2 separate regions of the Sus scrofa genome follow, and region 1 is linked to region 2. Evidence: chromatin contacts called from public promoter capture Hi-C data. All regions are on one chromosome and are shown on one strand. The core of a region is the stretch at or near the end of the contact, and the rest is flanking DNA. Distances in the headings are between cores, read along the strand shown. Region 1 holds the start of KANSL3 (KAT8 regulatory NSL complex subunit 3). Region 2 holds the start of ACTR1B (beta-centractin).

Region 1 (5,258 bases), core at 2,598-5,097, 350 kb before region 2:
AACAACATTATAAATTAACTAGACTTCAATTAAAAAAAAAAAAAAGTTAATGAAATCCTAGTGCCACAAGGTCCTTCACTGGACCAACTTTGTCACCCGAAATGCAATACCCATCAAACTGGGCTACTAGCTATCTACCAAACATCACTCTAACTTTTTGACCTCAATGATGTTACTGTTTCCATCCCCAATGGCTGGAATAATTATAGCATTATGACAGGAAGTGAAATCATGCATAGCTAGATTTGGTGGTTGATGAAAGAGCTGGTTATCTTCTGTGGATCAGACACTGGGTTAGGTACTTAGACCTATATGCCTAAAAGAGAACTCTTGATTTCACCATTCCAAACCAATACTCCCCACAGCCTTCCCCAACTCATGGCACCACCCAGCTGCTCAAGCCAAAAATATAAAAGTTAGAACTAATTTCACCTTTCCCCTTAACGCTGGCCACACTTTACAGTTCATCATAGGTCATGCTCTACACCTCAAGGCCGTCCATTTTTCTCCATTGTACTATTCCTGCCCCATCAGGCATATCACGATTTCTGGCCCTGACCACCACAATGGTATCCCAGCAGGTCTTCTCTATTCCACTCCTGCACTGTCACCTATTCAATAAAAATGTAGTGATCTTTTTTAAATATAAATCCAATCTCTAGCTTAAAATCTTTCAATAATTTATTACCACTCTTAGAATCAAATTCTTATACGAGGAGTTCCTGTCGTGGCCAGGGGTCAACGAATCCGACTAGGAACCATGAGGTTGAGGGTTCGATCCCTGGCCTTGCTCAGTGGGTGAAGGATCCGACGTTGCCATGAGCTGTGGTGTAGGTTGCAGACACGGCTTAGATCCCGCGTTGCTGTGGCTCTGGCGTAGGCTGGTGGCTACAGCTCCGATTCGACCCCTAGCCTGGGAACCTCCATATGCCGCAGGAGCGGCCCTAGAAAAGGCAAAAAGACAAAAAAAAAAAAAAAAAAAATTCCTACATGAGGTAGCCTCTGCCAACTTCTCCCCTAGCTCCCACTTATACCCCCATTGCAACCACATTCCAGACTCAATGGTCTGAAAAGAGTTCCTAGAACATGCCAAACTCCCTCTTGCAAGGCCTAGATATAAGAGGAAATAATTTTCTGAATACTGAAATGACCAAGTCCACAGACTCTCACGTTAAGAAAATATCCTGAGATGTGAACATAGAAATTTCAATGTTTGTAAGAAGCTATTACATATCTAAGAGAAAGACCTCAAAAAGGAGCTCTTCAGTTATGCCCTAAACCAGAGGCATTAGGATTATACTGGATTATTCCCTAAATCACAGATCCCATGTCCTGTACATCCAAAAAAGGCAACAAAACATTGCCCTCATTGGGAAATGAAATAAAAACCTCTATTATACAGGCATTTATTTAAAATACACATGTCATGATATTTCTAACTCATTAAGGCTCACTAGGAGAACCTAAAAAAGCAAAACACAAGATCTCTACTCCCCAACAAACCAAAAACCTGTGCTAGAGGGAAAATTAAACATCAGGTCAAATTAAAACAAACAAAACAATCTCTTCTCCAAAAAAATTTATAAATTTATTAAGGACATGATTTGATCAGTATAGAATATATCAATAAATCTTGAAACACAAGTAAACAGAACACCTTAAAGCTCAAAAGAATTGCTAAACGGGGATTCCCTTGGGGCACAGTGAGTTAAAGACTGTTGTCACTGCAGCAGCTTGGGTCACTGCTATGGTACAGGTTCGATCCCTGGCCTGGGAAATTCTACATGCCACAGTATCATATATCACATGGTAAGTTTAGGGAAAAAATTCCTTACCCTGAAATATAACCAGGCCTAAGTAGGGTTACAATCAACCCATGGTTGGAGTTCCCATTATGGCTCAGTGCTTAAGTAAGGAACCCAAGTAGTACCCTTGAGGACTCGGGTTTGATCCCTGACCCCACTCAGTGGGTTAAGGATCCGGTGTTGCTGTGGCTGGGTTGTAAGCCGGCAGCTACACTTGTGACTTAACCCCTAGCCTGTGAACTTCCAGATGCCACGGGTGCGACCCCAAAAATACAAAAAAAAAATCAACCTATGGTGACAGTTCTGTAAGAAGCTAAGACAGAAACCAAGGTCTTGGGCATATATATATGCTCCTAAACAAGGTGACCCCAGTAAAAGTAAATTGAACTACCAAAAAGGTTACTGTTGCCAGTGCTGGAGCCAGGAACTCTGTCTGGACTAAAAGAATAAATCTAATCCTATGCGGCAATTTTTAAAAACTAACTCTTTGGTATTTTTCTTCACAATTTAAATAATGCTATTCAATTCCTCTTTCCACACGAGTCCTATTACCTAAGTGCAGTAGGCTGTTTGCCTTCCTTTGAATATCTTGCCTTCCTAACTCATTAGATGTCCTGAATGCAAGATGTCTACATACAGGCCTATCTGCTCGCTGCTTAACAGCAACGCCTGAATTTAACATCCAAGCCCCTCAGACAATCTCCCACAATAAAATCCTCTTTAATCCCCACCATCTGTTCCCTGTCCAATTAGGGCAATGGCAGCCCTTAAGAAAGAAGCCCAAACTCACATGGTACTTTCGTGCTGCCTCCGGGGAGTAACAAAGAGCATGCGGGTGGGGCGGGCACTACTGGCATCTGGGTGGGCACTCCAAGGCTTGGCATAGCTATGGTCCAGAAACACTAGGTCCAGCTCCCGCTCATGCACGAAAGCTGGAAGAGCAACGAGGTGCCCATGCGCCGCGCTGAGGTCTGGAAGTCCCTCTCCCCACCTCGGTGGGCCATGTCAGAAGAAGGGCAGCAGGTCAGAGAATGGCTATCTGCATGCTAGTCACCTGCAGTGAAAAGTTTCAGTTTTAGTCAATTCAGATGCTCTGAATCTCTTGCAGCCTATACTATCTAATGTGCTTACTTTTTTGACCTTCTATCATGTATAACTGAGGATCCATCAAATCACAGACCCTTGCCCATGTAGGGAGCGCTCCTAAGAGTCCTCAAAAGGCTATGGCACCATCTTCCTCTTCAATTTCTACAAAATTCGGTTCATTGGGAAGCTGAGGGACTCCAAGGTCTCACATGGACAAATACTAAATTTGCTTGGCCAGCATCAGTTTCCCCTGTGGCTGGCATGGGTTTGGGCAAACAAGAGGAATCAAAAATATTGATTCTTCCAAAGCTAAGGGTCTCCAGCTTCACACTATTCCCGGAAGCTTCACTGGGCCGCCTCCAGTCACAAAATAAGAGCATCCTGGGTAACAGCTGGGCAACGTGGGCTCCAAGGAGGCCCTCGAGGTCCCTTGTCTACGTTAAGCAAAAGTTTTGCAACTACTTCATAACGCTCTGGAGTTTTAAGACACAGACGAGAGCTCCTTCTCAAAGCCTGTAACAAAATGCTAAGCCAGGAAGACCCCCCCCCTCACCGTAGATGGGGTGGTCCCCCAGGAACGGCCCGCTACTCCAGGTACCCCGGGGGGTCCCACCCTTGAGCCTCAAAACCGCCACAGCTGGCAGGCAGGGCTTGTAATTCACACTTTACAGACGAAGGCGCCAGCTCAAGGAGACGGAGTGAATTGGCCAAGGTCACCGAGAGTTCGCGACGAGGAGGAGCCGCCAGGAACCCGCCTCCCGCCGGCCCGGGCCCAGCTCAGCTCCCGCGTCACGGCAACCCCAGTCCGCCCCCTGCCCCACACGGCCGTCTGACCCAGGCCGCCCGGGCCCCGGGCTCCAGCCCCCTGTCCCCGCATGACCGGAGAGTCCGGAGGTTCTCGCTGAGACCCCCGCCCGCCAGACCAGCGCCGCCACCGCCGGGGCCCGCCACCCCCTGCCAGGGCCGCGCCTCCCCTCACCCGCAGTCGTCGCGCCGCGCGCTCGGCCCGGGCCGGATCCCAGCGCGCGTGCGCGTTACCGCCTCCTCGCCCCGGAGCTCCGGGCACAGAGCGAAACGCGGAAGCGGATCACGGCCTGGGAAGGGAGGGGCGGTGAGCTGCAAAACCGGGAGAGGATGTAACTGCGCGGGAAGAGGAGCCCCGGGAACGCGTGCGGGTCTCTGCCGCTCACAGCGCGGAATTCCGAGTTTCGGCCTTCTGCATCTTCAGCAGGGAAAGCGAGGGCGAGAGAGGAGGCTGGCTTCTGCAGCGTCCGTTCTCAGTGACCGCCACGGTTGCTTTGCCAGGTCCCTAGCCAGGGCTGGGAGGGCGTGCAACCTACTTTCCGCTTCTCCCAGATCAGTCCCACCTAAGCGTGCAGTATTTACTTCAAATACTGTGCGCCTGAAACTAGCACAATGTTGTAAAGCAACTATACTTAAATGTAAAAAAAAGTTAGGAATTCCCTTGCGGCGAAGCGGGTTAAAGATCCGACGTTGTCACTGCAGCTGATCCGGTACTACTGTGGCGTGTGTTCCATCCCTGGCCAGGGGAACTTCTATGTGCCATGGGTGCGGCCAAAAAAAAAAAAAAAGAAGAAGAAGAAGAGATCACTTAAGCAACAACCACAATAAAAATAAGTGCGAAAATAAAAGAAGTGCTGTGTGCCTTAAACTGCTCTAAAAAATATATTAAACAATAGAATAAAAGAAAAATTTATCCAGGGCTTTGCGTAGATGTGTCCAGATCGCCCTAAGCAGTGCTGCTTAGACCTGGAGGTTTGGAATCTCAGCTCCTGCACCTAACTCCCTGCTTTTATGACCCCAGTGAGATCTCAGTGTACCCTCTTCATCTCTGAAAGTGCAAATACTTACTCACTGGGTGGCGGAGAGAATGATAAGAACAGAAATTTATAGAAAAAGATTTCCAGAGTGGGAATATGAGTGGAATCATGAAGATGAAGTCACCTAAGTTTGGGCTGAAAGGACCAGGCCACTGCAGAGAGATTGGAAAGGTTGCTAAGGACCTACAGAGAGAGAGTGAATGGACCAATTACAGCCCAACACCACTTTCTTTGGCCTACACGCTACTTTTTTAAAATTTTATTTCATCGCAAATATGTATTTAATTATTTACTGCAAATATTTAAATTTGGGAGATTTCATGCAAAAATCCAGATATACAGATCTCTTAAAAAATTGGAGACTGTGGCAGCACTGGACTCATGTTCCTGTGTGGCAGGTATACAGGCTGCATATATGCTCACTCTGACCAGCTTCTCTAGGCCTCCTTGGCCCCTGTGGCATTTGATTCATCACCCACCCCGTCTACACCATTGTGCGCAGTGCTGGGGCTAGGGGGTTAAATGC
Region 2 (5,363 bases), core at 1,750-4,249:
AAAGCCTCTAGGACTTGAGAAGAGACACAGGTGAGGGAGGGCTCCCTGATGGGCTGGAGCGGCCAGGGCAGCGTGCCAGGCTTTCACCCCCTCCTACCTCTGCTACCACGGTGCCATTCTGGCAAAGACTCCCTCCGTCTGAACACAATATTTTCTAGAGTCTGAAACCATGTAAGACCCGAAGAAATCAGAAATCATTTCTGGGGAGGAATGGGTGGCTGTGCATTAACTCCGCACTTTCTCCCCAGAGGCTAGGTCTCTTTCCTGGAGATTGTTTTATTCTTGCTGCTGCTACCACGCCCTGTCCCCAAGGGAAAGCTGGTGGTTTCTCCTCCTTCCTGGCTCCAGGAGGGACCAAAATCAGAGTCCAAAGAGGAGGGGGGAGCCCAGAGCACCTGTCTTCTCTTTCCAGAACTCAAATCTAGTGTTTCACAAGTCTAGTGTTTTCACCTTCATACAGGTGGGGGCAAGAGAGCTGTGACACGTGACCAGTGTTCTCCCCTGAAGCAAACCAAAGGGTTAAGGATGCTGCCTGAGCAACACTTACTAGTTTGGGAAACAGTATTTGGGAATCTGGTCTCCGGCAAAGCCAGCCTTGATCACCCCCGAACCCTGAAAGAGAAATAATGTTTAGCTTCCAACATTCACCTCCAGATGAAGGCAGTGCCCCATTGTGCAGAAGGTTGCTGCCCTACCAGGGCAGCCCGGGCAGGAAGCTGAGGACCTGCCAAGAGAGCAAAGCCAAAAAAACACAAAAAAACAAGAGAGCAAGGCCATTTACAAGTACACCAGTGGTTCAAAACTGGGGGCGATTTTGCATCCCCTCCTCCAAATCTGACCATATTTGGAGACTGGGGAGCAGGAACTACTACTGGTATCTTGTGGGTAGAGGCCAGGGATGCTGCTAAACATCCTACAATGCAAAGGACAGCCCCTCAAAACCAAGAGTGATCCAGACCAGAATGTCATTAGTGTGGAGATGGAGGAACCACGAAGCAAACCCTCCTCTGCATGCTCCATGGTCACTCCAGGCAGGAGGAATCCACAGCAGCACATGCTACTCCCCAAACCCAGCTAGAAGCAACCCCTAAGCCTGTTTTTTTTTTTTTTTTTTTTTTTTTTTCCCCTCCAACAGTCCCCAGCCCCCTCCTGTCAGCAGCCATGGACCACATACAGGATGGCCCAGGGAAGATCATTGGATGCTTGGGGACAGCTGGCACTTCTCAAGTGGTTTCCCCAGAGCCTACAAGAGGAGAACTTGGTTCTGCACTGCTTCAGGATGGAAGCTGGATTTAGAATCCCCCCCCCTTTTTTTTGGCCAGAATGTACAGTAGCTTGACATGGGATCTCAGCTCCCAGACTCGGGATTGAACTTGGGCCAAAGTGCTGAAAGCACTGAATCCTAATCACTAGACCACCAAGGAACTTAGAATCTTGAAGGGAACTTGGCATCTAGAAACTCCCCATCCACTGCAGGAACCAGAATCTCAACCCATGTTCCCAGAGATCTCCACCACCAGCCTTGGGGTCTGTAGAGCAGACATATACAACCCTAAGTTACAGAGGAGGGGTTGGAAGCCCAGAGGGAGCAAACCAGTTCCCTCTTAAACTTTTTGATTAGCCTAAGTGGATTATTTGCCCGCCAAGAAAGGAAGTGGCCCTGTCCTTCCCATGGGCTGATGGAGAGTATCCCCCAAGCCCAGTTCCAGCTTTCTTATTAAGCATCCCCTGCAGTGACTCAGGGTGCTCACATGGGTACTCCAAAAAAGACAGCCATTCAGGGATTACATGGGAGTCAAATGGCAGGGAGACAGATCCAAGAAAGAAAAGTGAGTCATTAACAAAAACTCCAGGGCTCCAGGGGCAGATACCCAGCTAGGAGCAGAGCCACAGATCCCTCCCTGTCCTTTATTTTCTTCCTGTGGACCAGGAAGCATGCTTAGCCCCAGTGTTGAAGGACCACAATGGAGCCAAGCAACTTTCTCCTGAGGTTGTCAAACAATTATTGCAAAGTACTCATGGGTTCTGGGAAAAGTAGTCCTGAATTCTTTCCATTGCCCTGCCAACTGTGGAACTTCTGTTTGGCTCCTGGAGCACTTAAGGAGAGGGTCAAAACAGCCAAGTGGCCAGGCAGGTGGCCGTGGCTATGTGGCCGGCAGAGCTTAGCTTACATTTTCCCCTGTCCCAGGAAAAGGGTGCAGCAAGGCCTGCCCACTCTGGAGGTGCTGCCTGGGGGTGCAGCCCCTTGGGAAGAGCTGTTGTAGAGGTCACCAGGCCAACCCTCTCCGAAACATGGGGCCAGTGGTGTGCAAGAAGGCAAATGCCATTCCTCCTCCACTAGGAGGGGCAGCCAGAGTCAGAGCCTGAGGAGTAGTAAAGGGGCTGGGTCGAGACCTGCCCTGTGACCTCACTGTCAATTGAGAAGGGTCCGGGGTGCGCCCCGAGCCTGACACACATCTGCCGGGTTGCCCGGCTGTCACTCCAGCCCTCCAGATGCTGACCAAGGGCCGCCAGACGGATGGGACTCCTGCCTCTCCTGACCTCCCCGCCGGGCTCAGGAGTGCTCTGGCTGGGGCTCTGCCACGCTGGCGAGGGTCTGGCCCCGTGGCCCGGGTTAAGGGCCAGGTGGGGGCGCGGGCGGCCAGCGCGGGTGGCAGGCGGGCAGTGACCAGAGGAGCGGCAGAGACGGGCCGGGGTCCCTGCAGGTGCCGCCGCATGAGTCCCTGAGGGCGGAGCGCCCGCCCTCCCCCCGGCCGCCGAGCCTCACGTTGTCGATGACCACAGGCTGGTTAGCGATGATGTCGTAGGACTCCATGGCCGGGCCGGGCCGGCCCTGCCCAGCAGGCGGGCTGCTGGAGGGACCAACGGCGGGCGGGCAGACGGAGGGGGACGGAGGCGGCTACAGACGCTGCGCCGCGCCCCTCCCATCCAGAGCGCGCAGCTTAAGCAAGCCCCGCGGGGCTTTCTGGAGGGCCGGCCCCACGGCCAATCATAGCTCCAAGCTGGGCGGATTGACGCAGGTCGCCTGGGGCCGGAGGCCGGCGAAGGGGCGGGGCCGCCGGGTGCTGGCCAGCCAATGGAGGCCGCTCGGAAGAACCGCAGGGGCGCTTCCAAGGTAGGCTGCGCCGCGTGGGGTTGACGTCGTGGCTCCACTCTTAAAGAGGACGTGTTCGGAGTCAGGAGGGTTGGGAGTTCACCTGTCCAGGAAGACTCCGTTCCTCCTAAGCTCGCTGCACCCGAGGAGGCTGGCGCTGGATATTTCACCCAAAGCATTTCTTTATAGAGCATTGAGGAGGATCCTTTTCCTAGTAAAAATTACAGTTTCGTGCTAACGGTAGCTGAGTTAATGGAGCACCTGCCACGTGCTTGCGGAGGACTTCTAACCCACTTTCTATAGATTACTATATTACACCCTTGCAGTAACTGTATCAGGTAGTTTTATTATTATCCCCATTTTACAGATATGGGAATCAAGGAGCAGCAACTGGGATTAGCCTGCAGGCAGCCTACAATTGTGCCGGAGTCAACTGCTGCATAAGTGCTAGATGAGAGTCCTGAATTCACTACCGAACTGAGCCATGGTTATTTGCATCTCTATATAACTTTCCCACTAGACTGTGAGATTAAATTTGGTAAAATTGAAGCACAACCGTCATGCAGAAAAGTGCAGAAATCATAAGTATACATTTTAATGAATTATACCTATACTCCAAACTTTATACCTATTTTCACAGTCTTTGCCTCCTTGAAACATTCAGTTTTCAACAGGGCGCAAGAATCAGGGCACTTCTGCTTCTAGCCTGTAGTTAGTCTAGTGGCTAGGTTACCTGGTTTTCATCTAGGCTGCCCAGGTTCAATTCTGGAGCAGGAAATTAAGGTCTCACTCCAAGTCATTACTCACTGCTGTCTCTTCGAGATCATAACCATCACTGAATTTAAGAAACAAAGCATGGGAGTTCCCGTCGTGGCTCAGTGCTTAACGAATCTGACTAGGAACCATGAGGTTGCGGGTTTGATCCCCAGCCTTGCTCAGTGGGTTAAGGATCCGGCGTTGCCATGAGCTGTGGTGTAGGTTGCAGACGCAGCTCAGATCCTGAGTTGCTGTGGCTCTGGCATAGGCCGGCAGCCAGAGCTCCGATTTGACCCCTAGCCTGTGAACCTCCATATGCTGCGGGAGCGGCCCTAGAAAAGACAAAAAAAAAAAAAAAAAAAGCAAAGCATGACCCAGAAACCTCTCACCCCTTTTGCTCACTGCTTTTTCCTCCTCCTCGGAGACCACTGTCCTGCATTCTAATGACACAGGTTAGTTTTGCCTATTGTGGAATTTCACGCAATTGAGGTCATAGATATGTTTGTTTGTATCTGGTGTCTATCCATTCATAAAATGGGTCATTGTGCAACTATTTAAAATAATGAGGGATTTCTGTATAATCTGATGAGAAATAAGTCGGGATGTACGGCTAAGTCAAAGCAAAGAAAGCCAGAGTCCAGAATGTTCTATGTGTAAATGTCTCCAATGATTGTATAAGCCACATTCAAGACTCTTCATTTGTTTATTTATTTGTCTTTTTGTCTTTTTAGGGCCACACCTGCAGCATATGGAGTTTCCCAGGCTAGGAGTCCAATCAGAGCTGAAGCCACCTGCCTACACCAGAAGCATAGCAATACTACGTCTGGGACCTACACCACAGGTCACGGCAACGCCGGATCCTTATCCGCTGAGCAAGGCCAGGGATCTAAACTTCATCCTCATGGATGCTAGTTGGTTCATAACTGCTGAGCCACGACGGGAACTCCTCAAGATTCTTTAATATGGGAAAGGGAACTTATGAGACCAGAACTCTAACTCTCCATCCTCCACATAACAATTTCGTTTATTTTTAAGGCTGCATTATATCCAATTGTATGTATATAGTACATTTTGCTTATCCATTCATCTGTTGGATTCTTGGGTTGCTTCCACATTTTAGCTATTGTGAGTAAAACTGCTATGAACAATGATGTACAGGGAGTTCCCGTCATGGCTCAGTGGTTAACAGATCCAACTAGGAACCATGAGGTTGCTGGTTTGATCCCTAGCCTCGCTCAGTGGGTTAAGGATCTGGCACTGCTGTGAGCTGTGGTGTAGGTTGCAGACAGGGCTCGGATCCTGCGTTGATGTGGCTGTGGCGTAGGCTGGTGGCTACAGCTCCAATTCTACCCCTAGCCGGGGAACCTCCATATGCCGCAGGAGCGGCCCAAGAAATAGCAAAAAAGACAACAACAACAAAATAATGATGTATAAATACCACTTTGAGACTCTGCCTTCAGTTCTCTGGGATATATAACCAGATATGCAATTGCTGGATCATATTATAATTCTA

Evidence for each region. Promoter capture Hi-C pulls out the DNA fragments that hold promoters and counts their contacts.
Region 1: a promoter capture Hi-C map of liver shows a contact between it and region 2, with 4 times the contacts expected there. The contact joins the promoter of KANSL3 here to the promoter of ACTR1B in region 2. A contact is called at or near these places in 1 of 5 promoter capture datasets (liver) and 1 of 47 Hi-C or Micro-C datasets (heart right ventricle).

What each region holds. Positions count from the first base shown.
Region 1 is chr3:56,957,772-56,963,029 of Sscrofa11.1, reverse strand. KANSL3 (KAT8 regulatory NSL complex subunit 3) reads right to left here and starts at 3,847. Exons shown (of 23, transcript XM_021087273.1): 1 at 3,505-3,847; 2 at 2,737-2,859; 3 at 2,596-2,734. The coding sequence starts at 2,809. FER1L5 (fer-1-like protein 5) reads left to right here and starts at 3,450. Exons shown (of 55, transcript XM_021088398.1): 1 at 3,450-3,485; 2 at 3,730-4,002. The coding sequence starts at 3,450.
Region 2 is chr3:56,607,992-56,613,354 of Sscrofa11.1, reverse strand. It overlaps ACTR1B (beta-centractin), which reads right to left and starts at 2,999. Exons shown (of 12, transcript XM_021087260.1): 1 at 2,768-2,999; 2 at 548-612. The coding sequence starts at 2,815.